Regions from separate parts of the Anas platyrhynchos genome. Here region 1 is linked to region 2. A link is a contact called in public Hi-C data. All regions are on one chromosome and are shown on one strand. Each heading gives the region's core, a stretch centred on a gene start, on an enhancer-like site or on the middle of the called end of the contact. The rest is flanking DNA. Distances are from core to core; before and after follow the strand shown.

Region 1 (4,580 bases), core at 434-2,933, 94 kb before region 2:
GTTTAACTTTGCTTGATGTTACAAGATAATAAGGAAAATGGCTTCCCTGTTTTGTTACAAGAAGGATTGTATTATCCAGAGAGTTGCAGCTGGGACCCAGCTGCTCATGACAGCTCTGCACAAACGTGAATGGGTTCAATGTAAAAGCAGAAAGATGACTTTGCCTTTCTCCCTCTTGGAGCCAATGCCTACAGAGTAAAACTTTGGATAAACACCTGGTAGAAAGGGCAATACTGTAGCTTTCTAGAATCTAGCCCAATAGTTTTATTGAAATACATATGCAAACCAGAACTTTCCATGGAAGAATTAACTCTGAAACCAGGAGAGGCATAGGTAATGACTGCATAGGTAGAGGTGGGCACTAACAGGAATTAAGAACTGAATTTCCTAAGGGCAGAAAGGAAGGAGTGCAAGGACAGTGATACTGATCAGTTTCAGGAAACAATCTGAAACATGAAATATGCAGGAAATCGACACACAAAGCAAAACAGAGCATCAAGGCACCTGTCATCATCTTCCTGCATTGGAGCTTCACAAATAGTACGAGGTATGCACAGTTACCTTCCCCTCAAAAGGTCTTTCCAAACGCCTGCAGGCACAAGCCAGATCTGTGCTGCAGACCAGCACCGGTATTTATGATGGCTGATCAGTGATTGCTGATGGTCTTCCTCAGAGGTGCAAACCTCAGGCACAGAGTTTGCTTAGTTGCTTCTGTGGGAAGCACCTGCGGGGAAAAGATCTCAAACACTGGTTTTAGTCTTAAGAAAAAACAGCCTTTCTCTTCAAGCTCTAACCCTGCTGCAAGTCCACGGGGCCTGTCCTCTGCCTGGCTATGACTGACAAACACTTGGCACATTACAGAACTACACCTTTCATAAAGGATTCTTTTTTTTTTTTTAAGTGGGGATTTAACAGTTCCCATCTGTTGGTCTACCTGCTCAGTCCATTTCCATTTTAGTTCATGCAATGAAAGGAAATGATTTGACCAGGAAATGCAGATAAATTATTGTGCTAGGAAAACTAGAAAGTAAAATAGAAGGGATTGTACTATACCATCCAGCCTCACCTTAAAAAAGAAAGGGAAGGAAAATGTAGTGAGGAGATATAATAAGCAACAAGAATGCATTGATTTAGTGTATCCTGCCAAGTACATTCCAGCTTAAGGGCTCCCAGACTGTGGCAAGTAGAAGAATCACCGCTGATGTACAGACTACCCGAGGAGCACACCCAAAATTCCCAGTTCCACACCACCACAGGGGAGACAGGAGACACTTCGCAAATGACTCCACAAATCCTTCTGCACAGAACTGAGAGGTTCTGAGGCCCCACATTCATAGTTCCTCTTCCAAAAGAGGACATGACTGTGCCTTTTCCTCCTCACTTCCCCCCTGAAGAAGCTGCTGAATTTATAGCCTCCTCTTTCCCTTTAACCAGTCCCTTTCTCTTTCCTAGATTTCTCAGTTAATGCACAGTTCTTTAGCAAAGCAAAAGCTTCCACTGGACGGAGTATGCCAGCAGAGGCCTTATTAAGCGCCCCAGAGAAGGAAAGTGTGAAATCACAAGCTAGCTCTATTTACAACCCATTTTTCCCCACACAACATTTGCTTTTCACACTACCATGGACTCATATTGAGAACAACAATCTTCTGTAAAATGCATGTACCATTCTGCAGAATTGCTGCCCATCCAGCAGTTCTTCCACCTGATGTTAGTAATTCCCAAAGAATAGCACATTTTCCTAACAAGTTGTGTTCTATTTTTCTTTTAGAGCACTTATGAAACCTGTGAAGATTTATTTTTAGTTCTAATCTCTGCCACCATGCTCGCTATCCCTCTCAGTTCAGCATCATTGTCCAATATCAGATATTCTCTCCCCATCCTTTTTAAAGGTAGATGTTAAATTTGTGATCTCACCTACCCCCTCTTTTCAAGGAAAATCATTATTAACACTGAGATTGCTTTAGGCTGTTTTATATTTGCCTTGAATGAAACTCACTTGGCTCAGCTGATCTGAGAACACCTCTGCTGTTTAAGTACCACTTACTCTTTTCCTGTTGAATCCCTTTTTAGGATTTATTGAATTAGCTCAAGTGGCAGAAGCCTATGCTGTGGATCCCAAGGCTTCAGCCCAACTAATGACCCATGTCAGGAAGAGATGATATAAAGGAATTTCAACTGCTTAACTTTGATTGCTTTAGTGCCTTTTTCTTTAATGAGTAAAGAGAATTTTTAGGTTACGAGGCCTAGCTCCAAGAAATGAGAAATTCTGACATTAGAACTTCTCTTGTAACTTTAATCTAATGCTTTGCGTTTATATATTGTGATACTGATTTGACTATGGGAGCAGGTACTTTATTGTCCTATAATGCCATAGCCTTGTTCAATATGCGTTCATGTTCTGTGCTGTGCACTAAGAAGTCCTAGGACTTACCTCATTTTTTAGAGGAATTAGAAGATGTAGTAGGAAAGAGGAAATTCTTATGACTGTGATATCTGAAGGGTGCTTGAAGAAAGAAATCCTCTGATTTCCTTCAACAGGTTGCTAATGTTCTGATTTACAAATCACTGGCACCCCTGTTTCTTGCCAGTAGGCACTGGTTATGTGAGTTGTATTTTCTTAGTGCTTAGTCTGAGATATCAGTCAGATCTGTAAACATGCTGAGCACTCACAGGTGTTCACAAAAAGAGCTTTATTTTCAACACAGAAAATGCTAAATTATGCTAAATTCTGGGGGGAAAAAAAAAAAAAGTAAAAATCAGCTGCATTCTGAAAAATTAGCTCAAAGGGGCACTTCAAAGATATTTATGCCTTTTAAAGTCCATGTGCCTTTGTTGCCACATATAACTTCATTGGGATTTATGTCACATGCTATTGCCAAAAACAAACAATTGGTATTTATGCGAAGATTTGGGATGTTACAGTGGCATGTATTATTGGGACATTGCCTTGCATGAGCTGTGATAAAAGGGGTTTGACCACGCTTTGAAATATGAGGGCTAAGCAAGATGCTGGATTGGATTCTAGTTAAATGCTTTTACATGCCCCACAATACAAATCTGGCAAAATATGAGTCAGAGAAGGTATAGCGTGAACTCTCATGAGCGAAGATTGCTTCGGGACACATTCCGGTAAGGAACATGGGGGGGAGGGATTAATTTTATATGGATATCGTTAAAATTGTCAAGATGTAGCTTCTCAGTATCTGCCATTGTACCTTCACGATGTACAAATTTCTTTTGGTTGTATTTATACAGCAGGAGAAAAAATTGTATTTTTTTTCCCCTCTGTTTTTCAGTTCAGCCACTGGAGGGCAACATGAGCTCAGTCACCTGGGCAGATGAAGCACCACAGCCTGGAGAACTCAGCAGCAAGCACCCAGCCAAAAACAACCAAAGTCAGAAAAGGAATTTCTGCAGAAAGGTATGACAAAAATCAGACGATAAATATATTCTAAAAAAAAAAAAAAAAAAAGTTTGTATCTTTACATTTCACCTTTTTTTTTTTTTTTTTTTTTTTTTTTTTTTTTTTGAAAGTCAATGTAAAAATTTCTTCCTACATCTAAACCTATTAATCTTAAGTTTAGGATGTTTTCATGAGTTCTAAATCACTGGATTAGCCAAAGCGTTTCTAAAGGACATCATGCAAGGCCCACTCAGCCTGGTATCACAAGAGGTGAAATATTTCACACTGCTAAGTAACTGAAAACCTGAGACGTGTTTCTACTCTTGAAATAATTCTGGCTGGCAGACTTTTCTGGATTAGTTGTTGCAGCATATGATTTCTTTGCTGTGTTTTAGAAGACTATCAGCTGTGTACACGTGATTTTCTTTAAAATAAATATAAATAGTTTGGCTAAAAATACAGAAGAGAAATAGTTTGGAGCCCAGAGCATCTGGGTTCCTGGAGAGGACCTGAAAATTCATGTCAGATACTCTTGTGTTGGGAAAAGCAAAAAACGAGCAAAAAAAAAAAAGTATAAGAATGTTTGAAAATAATAATAATAATAATAAAGTCAGCCTTTTAGGAAAAGGTACAAAAGTACAGAGTGGATGCCAATAAAAAGAAATGGCACCTTAAAAAGCAAGAGAAAACACTGGCTGCTGTATAGGGTGTAGCAAAACAATGTTTTGCCCAGGAATCTTGTATTGGTTACTATTGGGTTATCTCAGAAGCCAAATCTCATCTTGCTCTCCCCATGCTCTTGGTTTCACAGTCTTCCTCGCCTCTCTTGTGCTGTAAATTTTTGTTTGTTGCTGTTACCAATGCAGTGGTGTTTTTGGAAAGCACTTTCCTGCAGGGACATTGTTCTGGACAAAATAGCTAAGATAACTCACTGCGTGACAGATTGGCTCTGTGACTGCAGCAGCACAAGCCTTTAGTACCCTCCCTGTTCCCCAGAAGCCCCCCCACCAGCAACACGTGTGTATGCCCACACATGCTCTAGCTAATGGTCCAATTTAATCCTCGTAGCACAGGGATTTGTTCCCTATCCATTCAGCCGGCTTGTGTGAGGGGACAGGGAGCATTCAGCTGCTACACAAGGCTCTTTCCAAGCTTGGAGGGAGAGGATTCCTTTCTA
Region 2 (4,710 bases), core at 1,945-4,444:
TGGAAAATCCTAATCCTGCCGTTGTCTTGACTGAAAGCCTTCTTGCAGCACCTGTAGGTACAGCGCAGTATAGCAAGCCATTCTTTCAGATGATAGAGCAAACTGTAACTGCAGCTTCAGAGACTTGAGCAAATTGGTCAGATCTACAGTTATTTATAGTTAATTTCTTTTTAATCTTGAAAATCTGTCACGCATATAGAAAAGCAGAATTTGTGTGCTTGAGTGTAAGTCTGTATGGTGTTTCTGGAAAAGCGAAAGTATTACTGCTGGTATCATTTCTTGCTGGTAACTTGCTGTCTTGTGTTAATGACAAGCCTGCAGTGTAAAACCACATAGAATTACCAAAGCTTTTCTATTCCCATATACATATAGCCAAAAGCGATGTTTCATGGATTAGTACTGTTACTTATAGATACACATACTTATATATCCACCAGTAAGCTTATTGCTAACTGAATAAAGCAGGTACTAGTACATAGACACCTCCCATGTTTAAAACATTTGGGTGTTTATATTTGCTGTTTAAATGCACAAAATTCATGACAGCATTAAAAGGAATTTTTTTTTTTTTTTAGTAACTCTTTTTAACTTAATCTTATTTTTGTAATTCTAAAAATAAGGCATAAGCTTGGTGACTAAACCTGGTGACTTTTTGTAGCCAGGCTTGAGCTTTGGGACATTTGAGGAACGCCATCAAGATAAGTAGATTTGTGACCTGAATTGCTCTGTGCACCATAGTAAGAACTTTTCAAAGCTGCTGGGAAGGAGTCTGCTTTACACCAGAGCCAGATGTCACCCACAGCTACCTGGGTGTACGCTGCCTTCAGGAGGAGCCACAAACCCACACCAGAGGGGGCAGAACTGCTACCAGCCTGGTTGCTAAATCGGTACTCTATCAGAATACAAAGGCACTCTTTTCATTTCCAACCCCTCGGTTTATTTTTCTAATTGGCATAACCTAAATGCTGGTTAGGTGGCAGCCACCGAGAGCTCCCCATTAGGGCTGGAACTGATGCGGTGCAGCTTTAGCACCCGGCCCTGTGCCATGAAGTGGGGTGCAGCAGCTGGGGCGGTTCTGTGGGACCCCCTGCCCCGTGTTGGGGGCACGGCCCCGTCTGCACCATGCACAGCAGCTGCCTGGCTTTTCTAGCAATAGATATGTACCTGTACTTGAGGGGTAGGATGGATGGAGAAAGTAAAATTTCTCATCCTTCAAAGAAACAATGCGAGTAGTCTCGCTTTGGTTAGGTCTTAGGTTTTCATAAACTTACTTTCAAGGGAGAGGAACTGGATAAAAATACATTAAATTTGTACCTCGGGGTTCAGTCCTTATTTTGAGTCCACTGATGAGGATTGGAGGTCAGGGTCTTCTGTCAAGAGATACAAGGAAAAGGACACTTTAAGTGGATATTCCCAGGAAATATTTCAGTTGTTCACGTCGCTTACCCCAATAATAGCTGATCCTTTTCCCCAATGGTTATTTAATGTGGGTTTAAAAACAAAAGTTGTGTTTTCTTTTCTGAACAGGCATCGTCTTGCCAGTTCCCTAGTGTTTGTTTCTCGTTAATAGCAGTGTAAAGGTGGTGTCACCCCCAAATCTTTAACGGTTTATCAAAGCCTAGTGTCTGTCATCTCAGACCTCACAGGAGTCGTATAAAGGAATATCACTGTATATATGTGGAGGAGACTTAGGTAAATCGGAACGTAGACTTTTAGTTTTCATGAAGCTATGAATACAAATTTGTAAATTTTCTCTTGATCTAATGTACATTTTTATGTAGCCATTAAATTCTCTATTTAATCTATCAGTTTCTCACTGTAAATGTTTTTACTCTCAGTTGAATGCTGGGCACAGTTTGTAATGTATGTACACAAAGGTGTTTTTTTCTATCAACGTTGACTTTTTTGCACATTTTTGGAAATATTTAATTTGTACACTGATTTAATACTCTGACCAATTGTTGATGGGTGTATGAGAATCACGTGTGTGTGCAATGTACTACTGTCTGGATGTATGGTTTTTTATTACTTTTGAGATGTTGCTATCAGTAACTGCACTGCTGTTGCTGCTTTACATGGAATATCTTGTGTATAAAAAAAAAGGAAAAAAAAAATTAAAAAACTAGCCTATGGTTATCTTGGTTGAGGAACTCAGGAGCCGAGCGTCGCTTGCCAGTTCCCTCTGTGTCTGCGGTGACTGTGTGTGTATATATCCCAGTAATCTTATTCCACAATTTCATTTCTACATTTTTATGAACTTGTTTTTTAAGGGTACTATGTTTAGTTAGAATAATTAAATATATAAAAGCTTTGAGAGATAATTTACTAGATGAATATATTTTCAGCTGGCTGATGTTCAGAATATTTTTTTAATTTTTCGTTTTTAACCATTCAAAATGTATTTGTATTTCCAGAATCAGACACGAATTGTACTTAGAAATATATTAAAACACTGTAGGGACAGCTGTGTGCCTAAGAGTTTTGTATTAATATTAAAAAAAGAAAAAACAAATCAACCTTCCCTCCCCCCACACCCGTCCCCTCAGCCCCTTCCCGCCTTTTCCCCTCAGCCCGTTCCCGCCTCTCTCCTCCGGAAGTGACGCAGCGCCTGGCGGCTGTGGTGGCTGAGGCGGCTGTGGCGACGGCGGCCATGGGCAGGGAGGAGCGGGGAGGGGAGGCCGCTTAGGCCGTGCCCTCGGCCGCCGGGGAGCTTGTGGAGGACGGCGGCAGCGAGCTGGACGAGCACGGCGCCGAGGAGTGCCGGCTGCGGATGCTGCTCGGGGTGGTTGGTAGGTGCGCGGCGGGCGGGCCGGGGCCGTTGTTTCGGGGGGAGGGGGCGCTGAGGGTGGTGGAGGCCTGGGCAGGTGGGAGAGCTGGGTGGTGGCCAACCGCGTGAAGTTAAACGAGAGATAAAAGCGCCGGGTCCTGCACCTGGCTGTACCTACAGGCTGGGCGAGGAGATGCTGGAGAGCAGCCCCGCAGAGAGGGGTCTGGGGGCTGTGGTTGACAGCAAGCTGAATGTGAGCCAGCCTCGTGCCCTGGAAGCCAGGAGGGCCAACCATACCCTGGGGTGCACCAAGCATGGCATTGTCAGCCAGTCGAGGGAGGTGATTGTTCCGCTCTGCTCTGTGCTGGTGCAGCCTCACCTCGAGTACGGTGTGCAGTACAAAAAGGACGTTAAACTGTTGGAGAGTGACCAGAGGAGGGCGACAAAGATGGTGAAGGACCTGGAGGGGAAGACATACAAGGAGCATCTGAGGGGACTGGGCCTGTTCAGCCTGGAGAAGAGGAGGTTGAAGGGAGACGTCATCGTGGCCTACACTTTCCTCGTGAGGAGGAGTGGAGAGGAAGGCACCGATCAAGAGATACGTCTTGGCAGTTCTTTATTTTTCCCCACTCGTGCCATTTTAGAGAGAGATCATCTGACCAAGGTAGATAACATGAAAGTACGTGATGCTTTTGGTGTGAGGCGTTTTCTAAAACTTCAGATTGTCATATTTTTTTTTTTTAATTACCTCCCCTAACAGAGGGTACTTCAGAATGCATCTGGGAGAGCTGTAGATATGAGCACCTGTGCCCCTCTTCCTATGTATGATTCTGTTGATTAGTTCATCCAGATGTTTTTCTTTGTTCTTTCCTTTTAGATATTTCGTGGAAAGTACTGATCCTGATGTCATTCAGCAGCTTCTGCAAGACCGTGTCATTAAGGACTGTTGCCTGAGAAATGCTGAAGGTGAAAAAACAGAGCTCATTACAGAGACATCCACCAGTAAATCAGCAGTATGTGTGGCAAGTTTTAAAGCAATTGAAACAAACGTTGGAGAAATTGTTAAGTAGCTTGGAGTGATTATTGTGTGCTTGTTTTGTCAGCAGTCACTTTCAGTTCTGTCAGCAATGCTCTGTGCCTCGTTAATCAGCTCTGCTTCAATGTTTGTGCGGGGAGCATCTCCTAAAGATCCCTAAGGTACTTTGGTTAATTACACCAGCAATGCGATTTCTCTCAGTCCCTGAAATTTAAACTTAATTTAAAATTAATAAATCAATATTTCTATCATTTAATTGATCGTTTTAATTAGTGTTTTTATTAATTAACCATTAATTAATAAATGTTATTATTAATTAATAATTTTTATTTAAAGTTAAATTAGTAATGTTCAAAGTTTAGGTATTGTTCAGTATAACTAATATTGAGACATTGAGACCATTGAGACATTGGAAAGTGAAGTCTGAGCTGCCTTTCTCCTGAATGACATGTACATTGATATTCTTACAGCCAATGTTTTGAAATAGTACTCTGAGATATTGCTAAAGCAAAGAATCAAATCAAAAAAATTGATGGCTGGGAAATATTAATACATGTACAGCTGCTTTGCTTATTTGTGTGGATCTCCTTGGCATGCTATTGAGAAGTAGCATCTTAGTGTTAGGTCAGAGGTTGGACTCAATGGTCTTGGTCTCTTCCAACCTAGAAATTCTGTGGTTCTGTGATTTCTTACCGACTATTCTCCATGGCCATAAAAGATGTCTAGTTCACTCTTTAAGTGCACTTCTTGCTAGGTGGCAGGAGAGGGCAGTGCTGCTGTCTGATTAGGCAGGGCATGGCCACTGCAGGTATTACTCTTTCACGGTGCCAGAAGAGAGCGCAGCAGTTCCATAAACAGCTGCAGTCTGTTAAAGTAATTGTTAACTTGTTCATACAGTTTTGTTCTG

What was found. Hi-C and Micro-C count contacts between places; a contact is called where the count stands out from the background.
Region 1: a Hi-C map of liver shows a contact between it and region 2, with 1.8 times the contacts expected there. The contact joins the promoter of XRCC5 here to the enhancer-like site in region 2.

What each region holds. Positions count from the first base shown.
Region 1 is chr7:6,870,711-6,875,290 of IASCAAS_PekinDuck_T2T, reverse strand. It overlaps XRCC5 (X-ray repair cross complementing 5), which reads right to left and starts at 1,683. Exons shown (of 20, transcript XM_072040626.1): 1 at 1,664-1,683. The coding sequence starts at 1,666.
Region 2 is chr7:6,777,740-6,782,449 of IASCAAS_PekinDuck_T2T, reverse strand. It overlaps MAP3K2 (mitogen-activated protein kinase kinase kinase 2), which reads left to right. Exons shown (of 25, transcript XM_072040554.1): 17 at 1-2,789; 18 at 2,948-3,431; 19 at 3,645-3,780; 20 at 3,871-3,964. Among named protein-coding and RNA genes, the nearest start is that of MAP3K2, 51 kb to the left of the region's middle. Within about 2 kb of position 3,194, at least 8 of the 8 cell types and tissues checked have an H3K27ac peak or open chromatin away from gene starts, as enhancers often do.